Linked DNA regions of Mus musculus: all the other regions are linked to region 3. Evidence: chromatin contacts called from public Hi-C and promoter capture Hi-C data. All regions are on one chromosome and are shown on one strand. Each heading gives the region's core, a stretch centred on a gene start, on an enhancer-like site or on the middle of the called end of the contact. The rest is flanking DNA. Distances are from core to core; before and after follow the strand shown.

Region 1 (4,902 bases), core at 945-3,444, 1.1 Mb after region 3:
AACATCCATACACGGGAAAGAAATCTAAAACAAAACCAAACTAAACCAATGTAGAGCTGGTAAGATGGCTCACGTAACACCAGAAAAAGGTGGATGGTTTCTGGAAAATGACACTTGAGGTCTGCCTCTGGCCGCCACGTGCAGCTGCTCACCCATGAACACACACACTCACACTCACACTCATAAACTCTGAGTCCTCGTGGAGGGGTCACCTAGCTTCCTTTGCCCTTCAGTTCTTGGGTCTTTGGGTCCCTGTGCCCCTGTGCCTATAATTCTTCAGTTGTTAAGGTCCTGCTTTGGGTCCCAAAGAGTGTGTGTGCCCACCTCTCTGCCCCCTCCATACCTTTCTATGTCGAAGGGGAAACAGAACCTGGGCACCATCTGCATGGCTTCCTAGAGAGGGAGGAAGCATCAGTACACCAGTCCTCTTGGCCTTGCCCCTCAGTTCAGGGTTCAAGGCCCATGGCCCCCTCCCTCTGCTGGACCAGCCCTGGGATGCCTTCGGAATACCTACCTGCTCCTGGAAGTCTGGAGGGAACTGCCGCAGGATGGGGGGATCTGTAGGGAGGGCCAGCTGCTGAGCTTGCGGCCTCACACCCTCCCTCCCATCTCTCCAGCCCCAGGTCTCCTAACTTACCCTCTTCCAGGGAGTTGGGGCAGCCAGCTTCAAAGAACCAGTCAAACATGGCAGGGGGATGCCTTCTGTGGACCGTGAGGGGGCTTTAGCTTGTGTGTGTTCTGAGTCTGTATCTGTGTGCTTCTGTTTTCCTGTTCCCTGTCTCGTGTGTAACTAGGTGTGTTGGTGTGGGCCCCCTGAGGGGTGGAGCCAGGTGTGAATGCTGCTGAAGTACGGGGTCAGAGAAGAGAAGGAAAAAGAGAGAAAGCCATGGTGGCTGTACCCTTAACCCCCAGGCAAAGGCAGGTAGATCTCTGTGAGTTCAAGGCTTGCTTGATCTACATAGGAGTTCCAGGCTAGTCAGAACTACATACTGAGACCCTGTTTCTAAAGAGAGGGCTAGAGACAGAGAGGAGAGAGAAGGCAGGGGGAGACAGACAGACCAAGAGAGAGAGAGAGAGAGAGAGAGAGACAGAGAGAGACAGAGAGAGACAGAGAGAGACAGAGAGAGACAGAGACAGAGACACAGAGAGACACAGAGACACAGAGAGACACAGAGACACAGAGAGACACAGAGAGACACAGACACAGAGAGACACAGAAACAGAGAGACAGAGAGTTAGGGAGGGAGGAAGAGAGAGAAACAGAGACAGAGACAGAGACAGAGAAAAGGTAGCAAGAGGAGTCAGAGATAAAGGCATGCCTGTGACAGTGTGTCTGCCTGTAACAAGCACTTGGATAAAAAGAACATACTTATGATTCTTTCTGGTGCCTGTCTCTTGAATCTGTGGGGTAGAACGGCAGAGTCTCAGGTGTGTATCATGTGAGTCCTATCTCTTCTTTCCCTGTGCCTTTGAGCATATTTATGGCTTGTCCTTGTGTCTCTGGGAGATTTTTGTGCGGCCCACACTCAGCAGAGAAAGAAGAGCAAGGTGTCTTGGCACTGAACTGCAAGCCCCACAGCCTGCTCTTCCCTGCTGTCTACTGCATCTAGCAGAAGATGCTGAGGCCTTAGCTTTCAGAAACCAAGGGAAGTGTCTGTCTTGCTGATACCATATCCCATCTGGTTACACACACCACCCTGACATGAGCACCTGAAGCATCTCATTGTTGTACGGACACAGACACCCATGAGTCCCCCACTAAGGTTGACAGACAGTTTCCCACCATACCCTTCACACCTTACCACTGACTATCCCCTCCTGGAAATCACCTTCCTAAAAACCCCACCCTTACTGGAGCGTCATACTCCTAAAGTCCCTGGTTTCATTACACAGATCTAGAGCCAGGAAAATTGAAGAGAATGGCCTGATCAGGTCCCTAGAAGCCCCTCTGGTCAGTGGGTAGCTGTGCTTCCTGGGCCCTCCCCTGCTGTAGCCCCAGTTTTTTTGTTTTTTGCCCTCCCCCAACCCCACCCCGGCTCAGGTCTGGCAATCTCGCTGCACAGGATGGAGGGAAGACAGCTCTTACGTCTCTGTGGATCCCATGGTCTCTGCAGGGCTGGCCCAGCTGGGCCCTTTCCCCTAGTGCTTCTGGGGCTGGGGGAGCCTGTGTTTGCTTGGGGCTGGGCCCCTGATCTGCTCAGTTTCCTGTGTGGCTGAGAGAGGAAGTTTAACAGGGTGACGTCCCAGCCAAAGGAGGCCCCCGCCCCCACCCTCTGTGAGGAACTCAGGCGTCCTGGCTTCACAGCCTAGGTGGGGACAGGGTCTATGGGAAACAGGGCCAGGTTGGGAAGTCTAGCTTCACCCTTATGGTCCCCATGGCCACACCCAGGCCCTTTCTTTCTGAGTCCCCTGGGTATTGAAAGCCTGTGAAGATCACCCCCATCATTTCCCTGTGTTGCTTCTTGGTTTCATTTACAAGGGGCAGCTGCACTGAAGAGCAAAAGAGGCTGACAGAGGTTGATCGCTGGAGTCACACAGGAATCCTGATGGAAATGCAGGAGAGGCTCAGAACCCAGGTAAGGTGAGCACATGGGCACACACAGACACTCCCCCACACGCACACTGAGAGAGGTCACAGAATTGACTGAAGACAGGCAGACAGGCCCGGGTATTACCAAATTTAGGGTTCCATCTGTACCCCAAGAAGTTAGCTTCAGGGATTGGAGACATAGTTCCATAGTTAAGTGCATGTACTGCTATTGTACAGTGTGGTGGCTTGAATATGCTTGGCCCAGAGAATGGCACTATTAGGAGGTGTGGTCTTATTGGAGTAGGTGTGGCCTTGTTGAACTCCTGGAGCTGTGTCACTGAGGGTGTGGGCTTTGAGACCTTTCTCCTAGCTGCCTGAAAAAAGACAGTCTTCTCCTGACTGTCTTCGGATCAAGATGTAGAACTCTTGGCTCCTTCTCCTGAACCATGTCTGCCTGGATGCTGCCATGCTCCCACCTTGATGATAATGGACTGAACCTCTGATCCTGTAAGCCAGCCCTAATTAAATGTTGTCCTTTATAAGAGTTGCCTTGGCCATGGTGTTTCTTCTCAGCAATGGAGACCCTAATTAAGACACACAGGATGTAAGTGAAACACCACATGGGTGGTTCACAACTTCAGCTCCAGTGGATCTGAAGCCTCTGGCTTCTAGATACCCATTCACACAATTAGAAATAAAATCAATATTATACTGAAAAAAATTAAAAAAAAAAAAGAAGTCTTAAGCGTGGCTACCCATCCTTGAGAAGCCAATCAGCTACACCTTTAATCCTAGCTCTCAGGAGGCAGAGGCAGGCAGAGCTCTGTGAGTTTAGGGCCAGCTTGGGCTACACGGTGAGTCCCAGGACAACCTGGAACTCTCTACATAGGGAGATCCTGTCTCAAAAACACCAAAACCCAAACCAAACAAAATGCAGAAGATGCATTCAGTGATTCAGTGTGGCCACACTGGAAAGGGGGGGGGGACGGGATGGGGGAGATCCAGTGACCTTCAGGTCCATCTTTCCAAAGTACAGACTGTGGCCCCAGTATGCATGTTCCTGGTGTGCAAGTGGCTTATCTTACACTACAGAGTTGCTCTGGTCTAGCCTGGTCTGTTTGGCTCTGCAATCCCTGTACCCCACCACTCCAGGAGCTGATCTTCAGTGGCTGGTGGGCCCCTCCACTCCCTAGCTGCACTCAGAGAAGAAACTAAATCAAACAGAAACCACACCAAAGCAATGACTCATTTATTGATGGAGGGTCAGCAGGGGAGAGCAGGGTGGGGTGGATTTTAGGGAGGGGCTCTCTCACCCCAGGCAACAGGCCTCTCTTTTTCCTCGTCCTTCAGCACTTCTCTGGTAGGAACTGAACTAAGGCACAAGGGCAGGAACATACGGGGACTTACGGGAGCCAGAGTGAAGGTGCTGGGTCAGGAGTGGGTAGCTGTGAGGTCAGAGGTAAGGCAAGGTGAGAGGACTTGGAGGCTGGGGAAAATGTTAAGATCTAGAGAAATATCTGGGCATGTCAGAGGTGGAGGAGAATGGTTCAGGAGTGCTGGGGAAGGGACAGGGCATAAAGGAAAGGATTTTCAAGATCTAAGAAGGTGGAGTGTGTGTGTGTGTGTACATGTGTTGAGGGGCGCTCATGGGAACTAGAAGAGCCCTTCCCTGGCAGGTTGGAGAGACAGTGGGGTTTAGGAGTTAAAGGTGAAGCAAATAGAAGCAACCTGGGCTTGGCCCTCATGGTGAAGATGCTCATGGGGTCCTAGGGAATGAGGCAACTAGGTGCAGGGGTGTGATGCTTAGGGTCAAAGCTTTGCTGGTGGGCCCCAGGGACAGAGTGATGGCAGGAGACTTAAGCCACCTCCTCTTCAGCCTCCTCTTCGAACTCGCCCTCTTCAGCAGTGGCATCCTGGTACTGCTGGTACTCGGACACCAGGTCGTTCATATTGCTCTCTGCTTCCGTAAACTCCATCTCGTCCATGCCTTCGCCCGTGTACCAGTGCAGGAAGGCCTTGCGTCTGAACATGGCGGTGAACTGCTCCGAGATGCGCTTGAACAGCTCCTGGATGGCAGTGCTGTTGCCGATGAAGGTGGCTGCCATCTTCAGGCCCCGGGGTGGGATGTCACATACGGCTGTCTTGACATTGTTGGGGATCCACTCAACGAAGTAACTGCTGTTCTTGCTCTGCACACTTAACATCTGCTCGTCTACCTCCTTCATGGACATCCGTCCCCGGAAGACAGCAGCCACAGTCAGGTAGCGACCGTGTCTCGGGTCACACGCAGCCATCATGTTCTTAGCATCGAACATCTGTTGGGTCAGCTCAGGAACGGTGAGGGCCCGGTACTGCTGGCTGCCCCTGCTGGT
Region 2 (4,516 bases), core at 199-2,698, 1.1 Mb after region 3:
CCAAACCCTGTGAGGTAGGTAGGTGACACTAGCTTTTCCCACGCTACAGTGGAGAAATCAAAAGCTTCAAATCTTAGTCTGGATTCCCATTTAGGGCCAGAGCAGAGATTTAAACAGAGTTTAAACCACCACTCCCAGGAAGGGACGACGCCTCATTTATTTATTTATTTATTTATTTATTTTTCTTGTTCAAAGACACAGTCTCTCTATGTAGCCACGGAATTTACTATGTAGACCGGGCTGATCTGGACCTCACAGAGCTCCACCTGGGATCTAAGGCGTATGCTACACTACAATGGGTGTTGTATATAGCCTTGTATGTGCTAGATAAACTAGCCACAGAACTCCAGCTGCAGCTCTATGGCTATTGTTGTTATTGTCCTTTTGAGCCAAGGTCTCTGTAGCCTCGCTGGCCTTGAATGTGCAGCAGTTCGCCTGCTTCGGAATCCCAGTTGCTGGGACGGCAATCACGTGCCATCATATCCGGTGCATGACCACCTTTTACCCAAAGATACATCCAGAGGTCATGCGGTCCCCACCCAAGCTGTGCCCATACATCTGTGGTGAACAGGTGAAAGTCCCACCCACTCCCTCTACCAGCTACCAGATGTTTCCATGCATAAGAGTTTCTGTGTGGGTGCCGTGGGACATCACTACTTCTGCGCAGACGCCCCAAATCCATGCTTCCTCACAGACACTTCCCTGGCAGGTGGACCTCATACGGATGTTCTTCAGTGTGGACATAAGGCCTTCCGTTAAGCTGGGCGAGATTCTGCACAGATCTTTGTCCGGTTTTTTTTTTTTTTTTTTTTTTTTTTAATACCGCACGGGTTTAATCTAAGCAGGTGTTCTGATTACACTCTGACTACAAGCCTACATGTATCTTTCTACAAAACTAGTCCTGTACAGGTTGGTTGATTTTTTTGGTTATGGGATGAAAATGGAACCCAGGGGTCTCAGGCATGCTAAGGAGGAATTCATGGCTGAGTAAGGGGCGATCCAATCACTAAGACATTCTTGGAAGGCGACCTTCACTAGGCCATTTAAGGCAGGGGTTCTGGCCCCGAGCCACGCTCCCAGCCCCTTTTACTTTTGAAATAGGGTTTATTCAGGCTGGCTTTGAACTTGGGGTCCTCCTGCCTCAGCCTCCAGAATACATTTAGAATACAGGTTAGCATTCCCAGGTCTGACTTCAGGGTGTGAGTTCTTCAGTGTTTCCCATCGGAGCCCGCCTCTTATAAGTGTGTATCTTTCTGGAGTGTCGCCACGCCCCCCGCCGGGGTATGCACCCCTGTGCTTACACCTGCTCATTTCCGCCCTCTGCGGTGCTCCGGGTCGCAATGGGGTTCCCGTTACAGGTGCTCTGGCGGCGCGGCCCCGCCCTCTTCGCCCCGCCCCTCTCAGCCAGGCTCAGGTGCACAAGCCGGAAGTGCGCTCTTTGCCCAGGTGGGTGACTAAACTTTCCGGGTCACGTGAGCGGGCGGGGCGGGTGGGATCTGGAGCGACCGGGTGAAGGACGGAGACTCGGGGTTCCAGCTGGGAACCCGGGATTGGGAACCTGAGCGAAGTCCCTCTCAGACGCTGGAGTCAGGTAGGGAGGCAGGGCGCGCAGCCTGTCCTGTCCCCACCTCCTCCTTCCCTTTTCCTGGCCCAAGAATGCGGTCGGGGAGTTAATCTTTAATCTCTGACCCTTGGCGCCGAGGGCGGGGAGCGCACTCCAAGATTGGGTTGCCTGTCGCTGGGCCCCGAGCCTGAGTCCAGCCCCTCACCCTATGCTGCGCCCTCTCCCCCCCACCCCGGTCTGGTCCCCAGGTCCTGGGTCGCAGGTGCCCTCCTCGACCCAAGATGCGGTAGGAATTGGCGCCTTGGGGAAGTCCTGTCCTTGGCGTCACCAACTCGTCGCCTAAACTCATGGCGACCCCAGGCCTGGGGGTGCTCTTGGCGTTTGGTTTGCCGATGCTGCCCTCCGGCTGGAGCCTAACAGGTAGGTACTGTCCGGGGCAGCGCTCGGGTGGGAGGAGGGTTCCCGGGTTGAACTCAGAAGTGCCGGGCATTTGCGACCCAGAGAGGGCGACAGGTCTGAGGAATGAGCTTGGAATGCGTTTGGAGACCAAGTTTGAAAGCTTCAGGGCTGAATTTCAAATTAGTTTAGCTGACCTGCGAACTTTTTTTTTTTCCAGTTTTTTTTTCTCCAGTTTTTTTTTTTTTTTCTTTTAACGTTGCTGAGGCTCGAACCAGCGTTTTTCTGAACGCTCCGTACCCGCAGCCTAGAATTCCTGAGTCCTTAAGTCTTGTGGAATTTAGGAGCTGGGGGTTGTTGGGCAGAGCCCAGAGGTGGAGGAGGGGAGGGAGAGCCTGGGCACCTGAGTCTGCATAGTTGAGAGTCTTAAGCAGTCAGGGGGACCTGGAGGGAGCCCAGCTGACAGGGCTGGCCCTCCGTAGGTGTGGACCCAGCCAGACCTTCCCTCAGTCTCTAGTTCCAGTTTCGGGAGCCTGGGGGGTGGGGGGACCTTGTGAGTCACATACTCCTGGGAAAGGTTGAGCCCCGCCCAGGTCCTTAAGGGTTCTGGGCCGGAGTGATGGTGGAGGGGGACACGGTTCTGGAAGCCATCTATTCTAATAGGCTAACAATGGTGACTCTGGGTGGTCAGATTATTACCTGCTGGGCTGAGGGTGGCCAGAGAAACCAGCATCACACCCGAGGGTGGAGTGGGTGGCCTGGCTGTACTTGCTGCCTCAATTCCAGCTGGAGACTTTGGAAGGCGTTTTGCAAGGTCTGACTGAGTGGTGTGTAAGTGATAACTAGTGAAGAAGACCCCAGCATGGATTTTTTTTTTCTCTTTCTGTTCCACAGCACCGGACCCTTTCACAAATAGCACAACTCAACCCCCAGGTGATGAGTCCAACGGGGGCCTGGTGAGTTGGGAAGGTGTAAGAAGGAAGAGCAAGTGTGTGAGACCAGAGTAGTATGGGACAAGTGGAGAGACATTACTATTAAAAGACCATGTGCGCCGGGCGGTGGTGGCACACGCATTTAATCCCAGCACTTGGGAGGCAGAGGCAGGCGGATTTTTGAGTTCAAGGCCAGCCTGGTCTACAAAGTGAGTTCCAGGACAGCCAGGCCTATACAGAGAAAAATAAAAGGCCATGTGCTAGGCAGATGCCCTGACTTTTAAATTATTTTTTTTATTGCCTGGGCAGTGGTGGCACACGCCTTTAATCCCAGCTCTTGGGAGGCAGAAGCAGGTGGATTTCTGAGTTCAAGGCCAAGCCTGGTCTACAGGGCTACACAGAGAAACCCTGTCTCGAAAAACTATATATATATATATATATATATATATATATATATATATATACACACACACATACATACATACATACATACATACATGGTTTAGTGGTTTAGTGTAGCTCAGGCTGGCCTCAAACTTCCTCTGTAGTCAGATGACCTTGGATCTTGGATTCTGGATCCTTCTGCTGGGTTAACATGTGTCCGCTATCATGCTGGGTCTATGGGGTGCTAGAAGTCAAACCCAGAGTTTTGTGCATGCCAGGCACGCACTCTACCCACAAAGCCACGCCAGTGGGACTTCTGTGTCCCAGAAAGGTAGCAAGCCATCTCTCCATAACAGTGGACAAGAAATTGTGTCTTGCTGGGAGTGGTAACCCATACATTCCAGGAAGAGAGAGAGAGAGGCAGGTGGAGTTCAAGGCCAGCCTGTTCTACATAGTGAATTCCAGGCTAGCCAGGGCTACTATGAGATCCTGTCTCATAACCAAACACAGTGTCTTGCCTGATGGGCATGGTGATACATACATGTCACCCTAGCACTCAGGAGGCTGAGACAGGAGGATTGCCACAATTTAAGAACAGCCTGGGGTATAGATGAGACCATGTGACAATAAAAACTCTGGGTGTGGTGGCACACACCTGTAATCCCAGTACCAGCTTTGTGGAGGAGGAAGAGGAAGGGGAGGAGGAGGAAGGAAGCAAGTTTAGGATTATTCTTAGCCATATAGTAAGTTCAAGATTATAGGAGACTTTGAACAAACAACAACACAAGAGCCAGGAAAACCAAGAGAACCGTATCTGGTCAGAAGCTCGGACACTCATAGTGTGGAAGGGACAGGACAGAGGTACTGGGTACCAGTGCTCGAGGTGCTGAAGGAGGCTGTCTCTCAATTTGAAAACAGTCCAGAAACCCCACCCAGAAAGCAGACAGGGTGACAGGAGCCCTGGTGGGTGACTTAGGCAGGGTGACTCCATGCAGTTTGGTCACACCTGTCTACTCTCCCTCTTTTTACAGTCTTCAGGGGCTATTGTAGCCATCACTGTGGTCTTTTCCATTCTGGGAGTCCTCCTTATAGCAGTGGGACTGTTTCTGCTCATGCGAAAACTTCGGGAAAAGCGGCAGACAGAGGGCACCTACCGGCCCAGCAGTGAGGAGCAGGTGGGTGCCCGTGCTCCACCACCCCCCAACCTCAAGCTGCCCCCGGAGGAGCGGCTCATCTGAAC
Region 3 (4,760 bases), core at 1,016-3,515:
ATTTCCAACCCTGTGGGATGATCTTTCTTCTTCTGCCGGTGCGGGGCTTTGTGAACTTTGTGATTTAATTAGAAAGACGGATTAAATAAGAATCATCATCATCGTGGTGTTTTGTTTTGTTTCTTTGTTTCTTTGTTTTGAGACCGGGTTTCTCTGTGTAGCCCTGGCTGACCTAGAACTGACTCTGTAGACCAATCTATCTTCAAACTCACCGAGATCGCTTGCCTCTGCCTCCTAAGTGCTAGGATTAAAGACGTGCACCACCACCCAATAGGAATTACTATTAAAATTAAGAATTCCTCTTTGCCCATTTTAAATTTTTAAATATTTTATTTTCAAATATAAGTAAAGGGTTATGTGCAGTGCCCACTGAGGCCAGACGAGGGCGCCAGAGCCCGTGAAGCAGGAGTACCGGTCCACAGGGTGACTGCTGGGTCTTCAGCTAGAACAGCCTGTGCTCCAGCACAGGAGCGCCTCTTTATCCCTGTCTGTCCATCATGTCCATGGAGTGAGTGACGTTGGGGCTTGTCTGTGTTTGTGTGCACACAGCACACCTCAAGGCCTCATACCTCCAAGGCTTCACCGACTGAGTCATCTCCACGGGCCCCCAAACAAGGCCTTCATGACAAAAAGAAGTTAATGTGGCTCGAGGGTCAGGAGCCTGGGGGGACACAGAATGGTGCTAGCTTCAAAAAGGAATTCCACATGGTACAGTGCATGAAGGGGGGCATGAAAGTGGGAGAAAGGGAGAGGATGGAGCAAGGTGCAAGGCCCTGCAAAAGGACATGGCACAGGAGCTACCTGTAGGAGAATGTTGGAGACACACCCCTAGCACCTGTTTCCTCAGCTAAGAGGAAAATAGGACAAAGCCCAGCCTTGTTGAAATGAGGATATCGAGGGTGGGGGTAGGGATGGAGGATGGTGGCAAGCTAAAGACCAGCCTAGAAATCCTGTTTCAAAAAGACCAAAAGAATAGGAGGAGGAGGAGCAATGGGGGCTGGGCTCAATGCTGGGGCTTGTCATATTTTGTAGGCACAAATAATAAATAAACAAATGTAAAAAACGAATACTAAGCCTGGCAGTGGTGGTGCATGTCTTTAATCCCCAACACTAGAGGCAGCCACAGGCGCATCTTTGTTGAGTTTGAGGCCAACCTGGTCTACAGACTGAGTTCCAGGACAGCCAGCACTACACAGAGAAACCCTGTCTCAAAAACAAAAACAAAACAACAGCAAAGATACTATTTTTTAAAGAAAAAAGTAAAAAGAGTTGGGCACAGTGTCTCTTATTTGTAAACCCAGCACTTGGGAGTCAGAGGGAGGGGAGGACTACTGAGTTTTCAAGGTCAGCCTGGATTACGTGGTGAGTTCCTCTCTCATAAAAGAAGAAACGCACCGGGTGGTGGTGGCACAGGCCTTTAATCCCAGCACTTGGGAGGCAGAGGCAGGCAGGTTTCTGAGTTCGAGACCAGCCTGGTCTATAAAGTGAGTTCCAGAACAGCCAGGACCACACAGAGAAACCCTGTCTCGAAAAAAAAAAAAAAAAAAAAGGAGAAGAAAGAAGAAACGCACGCGCGCACGCACACACCACCACCACCACCAACAAAACACAATGAAAACCAGGCAGGTCACTGATTCCAGGCTTGCAGTAAGATTGTTTCAAATTTAAGGCCAAGCTGGACTGCAGAGTCTGCTCCAGGCCAGCCTGGGCATCTTAGTGAGAGGCTACCTCCCAGCATTAGAGCGCTGGGTGGTGTTTTCTGTGGTAGAGTGCCTGCCTGGCATATGCAAAGACCCTGGATTCCATCCCCAGCAGCAGAAATAAAGAAACTTAAGAAGAAGGAACACCAGAACGGGACATGGTGGCCTTTAATTATTTGGTCCCAGAACTCACAAGCAGGAGGATCTCCTTTAGTTTGTGACCACCCTGAGCTACATAGTGAGTTACAGGACAGCCAGGGACACACAGTGAGACTCTGACTCAAAAAAACAAACAGCATTGTTGATCAGAGTTAGGAGAGAAAATGTTATTATCCCAGGCAGCTTTCTCCATCCTTTCAGTGTGCTAGATAAGCGCACACAGGATCCACATGTCCCGGAACCTTTATTTCGGGTTTCAACTACCGGCACCCGGAAGGGAACGGAAGCGCACTCCCGACTCGGATCGACAAAGATTGCAGCCAATGAGAACGATGAAGCGGGTAGGCACCAACCAGTGAGCCGGCTTAGGAAGTGGCGACACTGAGGCGCTGAATCGGAGAAACTCCCCGTAGACTGAGGACCGCTTCTTCGCTTGTTCGCTGGACAGGAAGCGAAAATGTCGGAACGGAAAGTTTTAAACGTAAGTGCTCAGAGTCTAAATGTTCCTACAGAGGGTGAAGTGTGCGAGGGCTCCGGGCGAGGCGTGCTTCCTTCCGGTCATTTCCTTTTGCAAGCCCCTCTCGCGCACACGCACGCACACGCACGCGCGTCTTCCAGTCGGGCGGGAGCTTTCCAAACTCTTGCCAATCACATTTTTGGGGGCGGTCGTTAGCTTCCCCCTCTCCCCGCCCCCCCCCCCCCAGCTTCGTGAGTAACCAATCATCACCAGGGAAGCGGAGCTTCTGTCACTTTACCCAATTGGGGGCAGGACTGCTTCTTTGTGGGTTTTCCCCAGATCAGATCAGGGGATGTTGTTGGTCACCTCAGTTCTTCCCGGCTTTTGTTGAATTAATATCCGAAACCTTTTGCAGAGATGTCTACATCATGTTGGGGTTTCTGGGGTGACTCAGTCTCCACTCTTGGAAAATTTTGCTCTCCATTTCCTGGATCTGTTTTTTAAATGTTTGCTTTGGGTTAAGGTTTCACTGTACACAGAAGGCCCAGAATGGCCTCGAACTCACAGACCAAAAGTTTGTACACCTAAGATGGGCTATATTCACTTTTTAAAGGATTAGTTTTATTTTCACTTTATGTTTTTCCTTCATGTCTGTCTGTGCAGCACGTTTGTGTGCACTGCCCAGGCTGACTGTAAACTCACAGTTCTGCATCAGCCTCCTGAGTGCTGGTATGACAGTTGTACACCATCATTCCCGTCTACCGCCTGAATTAGCAAAGCTTCCTCTCTCGTGAGCCTGGTTGCCAGTAGGTGTCAAAAGCAGAGCCTCCTTGTTGGTGGTCCACATAGCTTCTTTTTGGGGGAGAGGGGAGTTGTCTCTCTTCAGCCCCCTGTCTCAAATTCCCGGGTGCTGGGTTTGGACATTGGCATGCCAGTAACCCAGAGTGGTTGTCCCTGTGCGCCTCACCCCAGCCTCCCAAGCACACAGAGAGGCCAGAGCCTGTTCTCCCCAAGGAGATTCACTGGCCAGATTTTGCCCTGGGATGGTGCCCTGCAGCCTGTGTGGTACCCTAGTGCAGGTTAGGCCACCATTGACAAGGTCTGATTTATGTCGGGCCTCCATTTCCTCATGAGTGTCTAGAATCTTATCATGTGATAGGCAGCAGGGGTCCACCCTTACTGCAAACCCTGGGCCTCTAGAACCTTCCCTAGAAGGCATGTCACAGCGTAGGAAAGTGACCCACCACACTATATAATTTGTGTTGGAAGCTTGTGCACTCCTCCCTGTCCCAACTTCTCTTCTCATGACTGTGCTTCAAACAGCTCATGTCTGGAAAGGCTCCAGCAAGCTGAATCCTGAGCAGATAGATCCCTTAAACCAGAGTATCCTGCGTCTGCTAACATGGCTCTCAGACCCCATTCCTGCCCGTATGGGACCTGAGCACCAGAAAACAGCAACGCCCTCTTCTCCACAGAAATACTACCCACCTGACTTTGACCCATCGAAGATCCCGAAACTCAAGCTACCCAAGGACCGGCAGTATGTGGTGCGTCTGATGGCCCCCTTCAACATGAGGTGAATCCCTGGGGACATGAGGCTGGAGGCTGATTCTCTGGAGAAACAACAAACAAAGATAATAGTTCCCACCCTCACAGAGTCCCCAACCCCTATCTCAGTAGAAAATCAGAGTGACACTTGGCCCTGCAGGATTTTGGACCCTCTAGTGGCAGCCCTCCTCCTGCCCAGGGCCTTTGCACCACCTATGGCATCTGCCTGCAGATCTCTTGTAGCCAGCTTCTCTGACAGAGCCTGTCTCCCATCTCATCCCAGGCAGGCTGCCAGCCTCCTCTTAGACCTTCACCCCCACTTTCCTGGGTTCAACCAGCTTTGAACCAGACAGTTATTCACACTTGACTGTGTGTGAGAATCACAATCCTGTAAGTCACACCTGTACAGTCACTGAGGATGGAGAAGCTGTCCGTGTGACTAATTGATTATATCTTGTCTTCATTTCTTTGTTTGCTCCTGTCTTAGACACTGTGAACATGGGAGCTCTTAGAAGAGAAAGCATCTAATTGGAGTTTGCTTACAGTTTCAGAGGGTTAGTCCATTGTCACCATGGTGGGGAACATGGCAGTCATGGTGCTTGAGAAGTAGTTGGAGACTACATCCTGATCTGCAGGCAGAAAGAGAGAAACACCAGATGTGCTGTGGGTTTCTGAAACCTCATAACTCACCCCTAGTGACACTTCTCCAGCAAGGCCACACCTCCTAATCATCTTCCTCCTCCCGACCCCCCAAGACTCCTCGGTGACTAAGCATTCAAATCTATGACTCTTAGGGACCATTCTCATCCACACCACCGCACTCCTCTGCAGGCAGTTGTCAGGCACGTATCATTGATGGGGCGAGGGGAGCCTCCTGACCCTCAGAGGCTGGTGGG
Region 4 (4,622 bases), core at 130-2,629, 1.3 Mb after region 3:
AGTTCAAGTTTGGAAATCTCAATCGATGGAGTCGTCATTGTCTGGGTCTTTTGGGGGATAATTTACTTGGGCGGGGGAGCGTAGGGGTGGGGAAACAGGGAAGGGAATAGGCAGACTTGAGGGAGATCTGTGGGTCTACTGTGTCTGTGCACAGCTGCACAAAGATTCAGGGGTGTAGTCTCCAGCAGACACTCCACAGATTCAGGTGGAGTTGGGATCTGGGGGGTCTCACTTTTCACACTAAGCTGATATGGATGATTTAAGACCTACTGTGTATCAGCCTGTCCCTGGAAGCTCAGTTACCCCAATTCCAGCTACAACCAACAACCAACAGAGAGATGAACGAAGATAATTTCTAATGGTCCCTCCTGGTTTAAGCCATGAGACAGGAAGATTCGAGAAGGAAGGCTAGGGGGAGCAGGCTTTTTTTTTTTTAATTTAAATTTTATTTAAATAAACAACATTCAAATTCATTTACATTATATAAAAATTAATTTAAATGACAGACCGGGTGCCCAGGTTCGAGGATGGTGGTCAGAGGACAAATCTGTAGAAAAGGCTCTCTCCTTCCATCTTCACGTGCGTTCCAGGGACGGAACTCAGGCTAGCAGGCTTTAGGGACAAGCGCCCTCATCAGCTGAGTTATATTGCCAGCCCCACGCGGACTGGCGTTCTTTAAGTATGAAAGGAGGCGGTAACTTGGGAGCTGAGACCTAGGTTTAGATTGAGGCAAGTTTTGGGATGCCTGAGAGGTCCGTGGTGGTGGGGTATGGAGAATGAAGAGTGAGGCGGTTAGACGGGCTAATTTTGATCTTTTCACAGGACCAAAATGCTGATGTGGGTGAGGAGTGGACCAGAAAAAGAGGCCAGGAGGGGAGACCACTCAGTAAGAGGCGCGCCCCGTTTTAGCCAGTGACCACAGGGGAGTTTAGGAAAGGTTTTGGAGCCAGCCAGGGAGGGAGGGGCAGATCCGGATTTGCGATGGCGTACACGAAAGTGGAAGCCAAGAGTATTTCCGCAGAGAGCAGGAAACACGCTGGGAGCTGCGCGAGGGCCACCTAAGACACGCCTGGGTTCCCGGACACGCATGACGCGTGGCTATTCACTTGGAGAGCTATTCCGGCGCCCGCAGACTGTCTTGGATAGATCCTCCGGTTCTCCCTAAGGGCTGATGGCTCCACCCTGACCAGTAGGGAGCCCGGGATCTTACAACGACCACCTCCTCACTTACCTGGAGGGGACTCGGGGAATCCGACGGGACTCAACCTGAAGGCTCAGCCGCTGAGCAGCGAAATGCCCACACCCCAGCTAGGCCCAGCCTCCGCTGCCCTCACCTGGCTGGTGCCCAGCCCCGGCCCCTGGCTCCGCCCCTATAAGCCCCGCCCCATCGAGGCCCTCTCCGTCAGGCCCCGCCTCCATAGGAACCTCCCAGGCGCTCAACCAGCCCCTTTGGAACAAGTCCCCGTCGGAAGCCGCGCTCCCTTTGAACCTCTGTGTGTGTGTGTGTGTGTGTGTGTGTGTGTGTGTGTGTGTGTGCGTGCGCGCGCGCCTGTGCATGTGCGCGCGCGCGTGTTTGTCTTGTTCTCTTTATTTCTTTTCCTTGGCATCTCCAAGTGGCCCTTACTTACTGTCCAGTTCTTTAAACAGACGCCCCACCTCCTCACGGCCACGCCCCACTAGTGCTGAAGTTTGGGAAACTAGAACGATTTTTACGCTTTCTTTCTTTTTCCTCTTCGTTTTTTTCTCCTATCTCCCAGCTCCTTTATAGCACTCAGCTATGTATCCGAGGATGACTTAGGCTCCTGATCCTTGAGAGCCGGGATGACAGGTGTGCCATATCTGGTTTATGTGGTGGCTGGGACTGACCTGAGAGAGCGCCCTGCCCACTGAGGGCCAGCCTCAAGCTCTGGAATGACTTTTACTACATGCCATGTCTCCCTGAACGAGTTGAGGCTGTCTCTCCAAATCCCCAGGGATTCAAGTCGGTTCAGGGCAGCTCTGGGGCTGTGGCGTCAAACCTGCAGCTTCCTCCAGGCCCGCCCCCGCCCCGGTTTGGAATTGTGAGAAAGGCGACAGCCTCCCGCTAAAGACGGGATCGGGCTGGATTTTGGGACCAGGACGAGGAAAGAGGGAATCTTTTCTCAGGTTGGGGGTGGGGCTGTATCCTGATGGCTGGAGAAGAGTTAGAGGAAGTCGAGGGTTGGGAATTTGCGGCAAGAGAGGCAATACTACGTTTATTCAAAGGCCACGTTTGTACACTGGCCCAGCACGCAGGAATCAGGATTTCAGCGTCAGCCTTAGATACATCACGAAGTTCAAGGTCAGTCTGAGCTCTACATGAGACTTTAGTAAAGTATTCTATATAATAGAGGCAGCCCTCATTAAACTCCTACGGTAAACCAAGACAATTCGGCTTGCCTTCTCTTGTCTCAACGGCTCAGTTTTCAGTTACATCCTCCTAGGAATGAGACGTGTACCATTCACCCCCATTTTCTCTATGGAGAGATCGAAGCACGAGACGAGAGGAACTAAGCCATTCGTGCAAATGTACCTCAGCTTGGAAGTGGTGGAGATGGAATTCGAATCTAGAAACCTAGTGGGCGCTCTCCAGCTGCCTCTCGTTTTTGTTTTGTTTTCACTGCCTGGCCTTCCTACCCTAACTGCGTGCAAAGAAAACAAATTGTTACCCGGTTTAGAGAAGAGGGAGAGGACGCGTAGGAAGTCACAGACGCCAAAAATAGGGGATAGAAATTGTCCTCGCCTGTAAGGTTGCAAAACGGGAGGGTTTTCAGGTTGTGCCCACCCCTACCCATATCCTCAGTGCGTAAATGAGACTCAAGCTGGTCCAGTGAAGCCGTTTAGCGCCGCCTAGAGGCCATAAGGATAAAAGGTGGGGTGCTAAGGAAGCGGCTTGGAATCTGGTGGGTTAGTCAGGGAGAGGCTTGCTTGCCAAGGTAATTTTAGTTCCTGAGAAGCTATGGTCAGGAAAGCAGTACATATTTGTTAGACAAATCAACTAATAAATGACAGGGAAGGGCACTGGTGACCTTGACTCGGACGAGAACTCACAGCAGGGAAGGTGGGCTTATAGTATGATAATTAAGGGTGGAGGAGGGCTGTGGCTTAAAATTTAGGAAGACTTAAGGGAAAAAAAATGACATTTGGGGGCTGGGGAGATGGTTCAGTCAAATGCTTGCTACTCAAATGAGAGGACAAGAGTTCAAATCCCTAGGGCACAATTAAAGCAGGAGGAGGTAGTCTGTGCTCTTTAATCTCAGTGCTCCTAAGACGAGATGGGGGCAGAGACAATTCTGGAAGTTCAGCTAGCCAGGAGCAGTTAGCCCAGGAGTAAGAGAGACTCTATGTTAAGTATGTGGAAGAGAGGGTCTACACTGAGGCTGTCCTGCCACCTCAACACACACGCCATAGTGTTCTCTCTCTCTCTCTCTCTCTCTCTCTCTCTCTCTCTCTCTCTCTCTCTTTCTCACACACACACATACAAGTTTTAAAGAAAAAAGGAAAAGTGGGTGGTGAGGGTGAGAGGGCTCTGTGGGCAAAGGTGATTGCTACCAAGCCTAATGATCTGAGCTCAATCGTTGGGGCTTGCATGGTGGAAAGAGGACCTACTCCCTTGGGCTGGTGAGATGGCTCAGTGGGTTAGAGCACCTGACTGCTCTTCCGAAGGTCCAGAGTTCAAATCCCAGCAACCACATGGTGGCTCACAACCATCCGTAACAAGATCTGACCCCCTCTTCTGAAGTGTCTGAAGACAGCTACAATGTACTTACATATAATAAATAAATAAATAAATAAATCTTTAAAAAAAAAAAAAAGAGGACCTACTCCCCCATGTTAACCTTTGACCTCCACACATGTACTGTGCCCCACATGTACCTTCACACATACACACATACATATGTATATATATACACACACACACATATATATATGTAATAAAAGTGAAATGGCTTTCAAAGTAGAATATATTTTCTAATGTTTATTATAGTTCTATTTGTTGGCAGTTTCCTACATGTTAACAACCTATCTTCGTCCTACCCACCCTCAACTCCCCTCTGACTCCGAATGAGAGTGGACTCTCTTTACCTTATCCCCACTTTCTTGCTCTTTTGTAACCCTTTGCATCCATTACTGCTGCCTGTGGGCATGTTGGCTCCCTCCTGGCTTTGTCTTGTGCTGCCACCATAACTGCACGGAGTTCATGAGCGTAGTGGCCATGGGTATGCCCTGGAGATAGCATTTCACATCCCCCGCCCCCGACTCTTACCGACTTTCTGTTCCTTCTCCCTTGAGCCTCGGGCTGGTGGTGGTATAGATGTCCCATCTATGGCTGAGCACTCAGTAATCAAAAAGTAACATGTAAGAAGTGATGGAGTGAATTAGTGTCTTCTGTCAGGTGGTGGGCACAAGTGCAAAGGCCCTGGGGCAGGATGGAGGTCAGGGAGTGAAGAACAGAGAGAGGAGAAGAGGCTGGCAGGGGTTGGGGCAGGGTGAACAGGGCCTTGTGGGGTGCAGGAAAGACATGAGTTTTGGCCCCAAAGCAAGGTTGAACCAGGAGGGTTATGGGTGGTGGAAGAATGGTTGAGACTTGACTCAGTGTTCAG
Region 5 (5,028 bases), core at 2,437-4,936, 1.1 Mb after region 3:
CCATCCACCTGTCCATCCATCCATCCATCCATCCATCCATCCATCCATCCATCCATCTACTCACTTATCCATCTGTCTGTATGTCCATCCATCCATCTGTCTGCTCACCTATCTACCCACTCACTGACTCATATGTCAATCCATCCATCCATCCATCCATCCATCCATCCATCCATCCATCCATCCATCTGTCTGTCCATCTGCCTGCCTGTCCATATAGCTACCTACTCACCGATCCATCTATCCATCTGTCCATCCATCTATCCATCTGTCTATCCATCTACCCACCCACCCATCTATTCATCCACCCACCTACCCATCCATCCATCTATCCATACATTCACCCACACACTCACCCATCCCTGTTCCTTCCTTTTCTTTTTTCTCACCCTTCTTGCATTCCGTCTTCCCATAAATATCATGGAGACACTTTTTGCTCCGTATACTGTGGGTACCTGGGAATACAGTGGATAGAGACACTTTTGAGGATGCCATACATCAGTAGGGGTGGGAGGCAATGATAAGCAAGGAAAGCAATTAATAAACAGTCAGTCAAGGTGGGTGATAGGGCCAGCATAACATTCTTGTGGCACCAGGAGTGTCTAAGTACACTTGCTATCCTGCACACAGTTTTGGGAGGCTGAGGAAGGAAGGTCAGGGCAATGTGGCAAGCCTGTAATTGAAAACAAAAACAAAGAGCTCATGGGGTGGTGTACCACAGACCTTTGAGGGTGGGGTTCTGTCATCTGCGTTATTGTAGATCTAGATGCTTTCCTCCCAGTTCTTGTCACTGCCAGCTTAGGCAATACTTGGCTGTGGGCTGTGGTTTTAATTGTAAACAGATTGGCTCAGGATCTGGGAGCTAGCTGCTGCTGCTGCTGCTGCTGCTACTACTACTACTACTACTACTACTACTACTACTACTACTACTACTACCACTACGGTACTACTACTACTACTACTACTACTACTACTACTACTACTACTACTACTACCACTACGGTCCTGAGATGCTAAATCTTTCTTCTTAGCAATAAGGGGCAGGGGGTGGACTTTGTGTGTGAGCCAGGGGGGAGGGGGAGACTTGAGTTCTATCCCCAGCATCTTATACACCAGACATGGTGGCATGGACCTGTCAATTTAGCACTCCAGAAATGGAGGCAGGAGGATTAGAAGTTTATTCTTTACTACATAGGGAATGTCAGGCCAGCCTTGACTACACGAGATCCTGTTCAAAAACAAATTAATTTTAATATTAAAATCCCCCTTGTCTGTCTGTTTGTCTGTCTGTCTGTCTCTGTGTGTGTTTATCTGTCTGTCTCACTATTTAGCCCTGGCTGGTCCATTCTCATTATGTAGTTCAAGGTGGCCTTGAATTCACCAAGACCCATCTGCTTCTACCTCCTGAGTGCAATACATACCCCCTGCATCCAGTTTTGTTTTGTTTTGTTTTTTTAGACAGTGTCTCTTCATGTAGCCCAGGCTGGTTTTTGAACTCCAACCTTCAAACTTCAGCTTCCTGAAGGCTGGGCTCACAGGTGCATACCATGCATGGCTTGTTCTAAATGGTATGAACTCTCTCTCTCCGTGTGTGTGTGTGTTTTCTGTCCAGAAACTCCACCAATTCCCCCCCCCCCCAATAATAAAGCACCTTCAGGCTCTGCAGGAGAGAAAGATGGCTGAGTGGAGTTACTTTCAGCTGAGTCAGGATTCCAGTTCCCTGGTGACATGGATGATGAGTCTGTGAGGTGGAAGTCTTCAAACTGTGGCTTTGAAGAAGTTATAGCTGGAGAGAGAGAGAGAAAGTCTTCATCTGCCTTTTTTTTTTTCTCACTGTGATGATGGCAGGGATACAAATGAGGATGAGACAATGTGTTCACTGTGCAGCCGAGGCAGGGAGGGGTAAACTAGTCCAGGCATTGAGGGGTCCCTTTTCGTGAGAGTCATGTAGGTGTGGGCTGACTCTGAGCAGTGTGTGTCCAGCAGAGAGAGGTTGGACCACTGTCTGCGTGAGGGCCAGAGTTCCCACAGCTGAGTCACCGCTGGTGCCCTGCAGCTGCTCCTTGGGTGGAACCTTCAATTTCTAGATCACCCAAGTGTCTTTTGTGTCATTTTAATGTCCCACCTCCCCCACCTCTCCCCTGACCCCAAGCTGGGGTTTTCCTGTAATTCCCAGGGGAAGTTGATGTGGAATAAAACAGAAGGAAGGGGTGGCTGGTGTCTCCAGAGGGGGCTCCGTGCACGTCTCCCAGGCTGGGAGCTCAGTAGGTTCCATGCCCAGTATGGAAAAAAAGCAGGTGGGGCCTGGGCTGGGTCTCTGTTGTAAGAATCTTGGCCCAGTAAGCTCGAGGCTTTGCGCTCCTTCCCCAACACAGAAGAAGCTGGATTTGAGGGTGTATGCCTGTCTGTGTCTGTATCCCAATATACTGGGGAGGGTCAGAAGTTCAGAGTCATCCTAGGCTGTCTAGTGAGTTGGAGGGCTGCAAGGCGAAGACCAGACCCTATGTAGAAACAAACAACTCCCCATTTTATAGCTTGTTGTTTCCTGCTGAGATAAATGGTCTGGTTATATCAGTACTTTTTTTTTTTTTAATTATGTTTACTGATGGTATGCATGTCGTGGTCAAAGGGCACTTTCAGGACAAATTTCTGGGTGTCAGTTCTTTCTTCCCACCATGTAGGTCCTGAGGACTGAACTCAGGCCACCAGGCTTGTGATTATACTATTACTGGCTGAGCCATCTCAGCAGATCTAACCAGATCAGAACATTGAGGAGTCTGTCTCCAAGGTTTGCCCAGAGCCAGTCATCTCTCAGTTCCTCTTTTGGGGGGTCTTCTCTGCGCCCCCCCCTTTTGCCTCTACCTCAGGCAAGAACAGTGAAAGAATGGGAAATTGGAAATGTGTCCGCTGCCTGGGGGAATTTCTCTATCTGGACTCTCCAGCCTTCTGTTTCTGGAGTCCTAAGAGACTACTAACAGGAAGCCCCAAGAAAGTGGGTGGGGACACACCAGGAAAGGCCCAGGGTAGAGATGGGGTCCTGGGGAGGAAGAGGCTGAGTGAGTGGGTGCCTAGCAGGTCTCTTTGATTCCGCTGGGGATGGGTGGGCAGTTTTGGATGTCCCTAGAGTCCTCGACAAAACAACAACAACAAAAAACAAAACAAAACAAAACAAAACAACAACAAAACCCCCTGCATTTAGGGCGTCCCAGGGATGGGGAGCTAGGGGTTGGAAGAAAAAGGGAGCAGGAGAGATCAGGAGAGAGACAGAAGTTTGAGAGACAGAAAAACAGGAATGAAAATCAGCAGCGGAGAAATAACCTACCAGTGGGGAACACAGAAAAAGAAGGGAGACAGAGCTGTGGATTCAGGAGAGGCCAGGGAGGGAATGGATTCCGATATCACATGGTTCCCATCATATAAAAAGCTCTTTAATGTGTCAGTGTTAAACCAAATCAAACACACACACACACACACACACACACACACACACACACACACACACAAAAAGGGAAGAAGGACGGGCGGGCACAGGGCCTGGACAGGGAAGGGGAAAGGGGCGAGAAGGGGGAGGGGAAGGGGGGAGGAGGAGAGAAAGTTCCGGGAGTCGAGGGGCGGAGCGCGGAGCCCGGGAACCCCGCGGCTGCCCTCCCTCCCTTCCCTCCCCGGAAAAGGCGCCTCGGTAGCCTATAAAGCACGGGCACTGGCGGGAGACGTGCACTGACCGACCGTGGTAATGGACCAGCACACACTTGATGTGGAGGATACCGCGGATGCCAGACATCCAGCAGGTACTTCGTGCCCCTCGGATGCGGCGCTCCTCAGAGATACCGGGCTCCTCGCGGACGCTGCGCTCCTCTCAGATACTGTGCGCCCCACAAATGCCGCGCTCCCCACGGATGCTGCCTACCCTGCGGTTAATGTTCGGGATCGCGAGGCCGCGTGGCCGCCTGCACTGAACTTCTGTTCCCGCCACCCAAAGCTCTATGGCCTAGTCGCTTTGGTTTTGCTGCTTCTGATCGCCGCCTGTGTTCCTATCTTCACCCGCACCGAGCCTCGGCCAGCGCTCACAATCACCACCTCGCCCAACCTGGGTACCCGAGAGAATAATGCAGACCAGGTCACCCCTGTTTCCCACATTGGCTGCCCCAACACTACACAACAGGTGAGGCTCATCTCATCCCTAGGGGACTCTTTCTTACCTTCTGGAAGCATCGCTGCACCGACAGGGAGAGAACAGCACTTCCTCCCCACCCCCGCCCCGCCCCGCCCCGCCCCGCCTCGCTCTGCTCCTGCTACTCCGCTTGAAGCACCCCCTCTCCATCTCGCACTCAGAGGAAATCCCTTTGCGTCTTGACCCCTTGAATGAACCTATGAAACCTGGGGGAGAACTCCCGAGGGTGCACCGCAGTTCCCTTCAGTCCCACTTAGGCCTTCAGGGCTCTCCTTCTCCATCCAAAGTTGGACGCCCCAATGTGTGCTGGGCCGTATGAGTTCCTATCTGCTTCTTTAGGATGTAAGGTACCATCTACCTTTATTTTTCTTTCTTCCCAGGGCTCTCCTGTGTTCGCCAAGCTACTGGCTAAAAACCGTGAGTGCCCCCTGATTTATTTCCAGCGGGTCCCGCAGGGAGGTTGAACAAGGGGACCTGTTCAACCTTCTAGTCATGTCCCTCTCCCTCACTTACTCAGCCTTTCTCACTTGCTGTCACAGCTCCAACTGTCATCCTTGGGACCCCATCCAGGTTTTCAGAGAATTGAGAATTCTCACCCCCAGCTGACTCTGGGAGATCTCCTTTTCTCTTTTCCTTCCTCTATCCCTCCCATGTAGCCCAGGCTTCCTCCAAATTCATTATGTAGCTGAGGCTGGCCGCCCTGCTGCCAACACCTCCAATGGGCTGGGATAAATGAATGCCTTTGGGCTTCAGGCACCCTATTGAGCCCGAGCCCTAGTCTCTCCCTGTCAAGTCTTAGTTGTCAAATTATTTGCCCTCAGAGATGACTCTCTTCCTGCACTCTCCATATCCCACCT

Evidence for each region. Promoter capture Hi-C pulls out the DNA fragments that hold promoters and counts their contacts. A called contact is a pair of places that touch in the nucleus more often than the background predicts. Capture Hi-C pulls out chosen DNA fragments and counts their contacts.
Region 1: a contact with region 3 is called in a promoter capture Hi-C map of liver, with 2.9 times the contacts expected there. The contact joins the promoter of Dennd1c here to the promoter of Yju2 in region 3. A contact is called at or near these places in 3 of 39 promoter capture datasets (embryonic stem cells, hippocampal neurons and liver), 1 of 115 datasets of contacts at active chromatin or transcription factors (microglia) and 1 of 9 other capture datasets (liver).
Region 2: a promoter capture Hi-C map of pre-B cells shows a contact between it and region 3, with 5 times the contacts expected there. The contact joins the promoter of Crb3 here to the promoter of Yju2 in region 3. A contact is called at or near these places in 3 of 39 promoter capture datasets (liver and pre-B cells), 1 of 484 Hi-C or Micro-C datasets (the HL-1 cell line), 1 of 115 datasets of contacts at active chromatin or transcription factors (astrocytes) and 3 of 9 other capture datasets (adipose tissue, liver and pancreatic islet).
Region 4: a Hi-C map of B cells shows a contact between it and region 3, with 6 read pairs. The contact joins the enhancer-like site here to the promoter of Yju2 in region 3. A contact is called at or near these places in 1 of 39 promoter capture datasets (hippocampal neurons), 1 of 484 Hi-C or Micro-C datasets (B cells), 1 of 115 datasets of contacts at active chromatin or transcription factors (pro-B cells) and 1 of 9 other capture datasets (adipose tissue).
Region 5: a contact with region 3 is called in a promoter capture Hi-C map of liver, with 2.7 times the contacts expected there. The contact joins the promoter of Tnfsf9 here to the promoter of Yju2 in region 3. A contact is called at or near these places in 3 of 39 promoter capture datasets (embryonic stem cells, hippocampal neurons and liver) and 1 of 115 datasets of contacts at active chromatin or transcription factors (microglia).

Annotation. Positions count from the first base shown.
Region 1 is chr17:57,076,304-57,081,205 of GRCm38.p6, forward strand. Dennd1c (DENN/MADD domain containing 1C) reads right to left here and starts at 2,195. Exons shown (of 24, transcript NM_153551.2): 1 at 2,087-2,195; 2 at 638-702; 3 at 515-558; 4 at 344-393. The coding sequence starts at 2,103. Tubb4a (tubulin, beta 4A class IVA) reads right to left here. Exons shown (of 4, transcript NM_009451.4): 4 at 3,758-4,902. The coding sequence ends at 4,387.
Region 2 is chr17:57,060,783-57,065,298 of GRCm38.p6, forward strand. It overlaps Crb3 (crumbs family member 3), which reads left to right and starts at 1,449. Exons shown (of 4, transcript NM_177638.5): 1 at 1,449-1,591; 2 at 1,813-1,984; 3 at 2,855-2,916; 4 at 4,308-4,516. The coding sequence starts at 1,912. The coding sequence ends at 4,514.
Region 3 is chr17:55,956,922-55,961,681 of GRCm38.p6, forward strand. Yju2 (YJU2 splicing factor) reads left to right here and starts at 2,266. Exons shown (of 8, transcript NM_028381.3): 1 at 2,266-2,340; 2 at 3,792-3,892. The coding sequence starts at 2,317. It overlaps Gm16712 (predicted gene, 16712), which reads right to left and starts at 2,480. Exons shown (of 3, transcript NR_108021.1): 1 at 2,213-2,480; 2 at 1-55. It overlaps Ebi3 (Epstein-Barr virus induced gene 3), which reads left to right. Exons shown (of 5, transcript NM_015766.2): 5 at 1-101.
Region 4 is chr17:57,274,187-57,278,808 of GRCm38.p6, forward strand. No RefSeq gene overlaps it. Among named protein-coding and RNA genes, the nearest start is that of Vav1, 2.6 kb to the right of the region's middle. Within about 2 kb of position 1,380, at least 206 of the 459 cell types and tissues checked have an H3K27ac peak or open chromatin away from gene starts, as enhancers often do. A contact at or near this core is called in B cells, adipose tissue, hippocampal neurons and 1 more, where this site is marked.
Region 5 is chr17:57,101,699-57,106,726 of GRCm38.p6, forward strand. It overlaps Tnfsf9 (tumor necrosis factor (ligand) superfamily, member 9), which reads left to right and starts at 3,687. Exons shown (of 3, transcript NM_009404.3): 1 at 3,687-4,162; 2 at 4,552-4,588. The coding sequence starts at 3,734. It overlaps Gm11110 (predicted gene 11110), which reads right to left and starts at 4,244. Exons shown (of 4, transcript NR_033508.1): 1 at 4,200-4,244; 2 at 1,652-1,786; 3 at 357-455.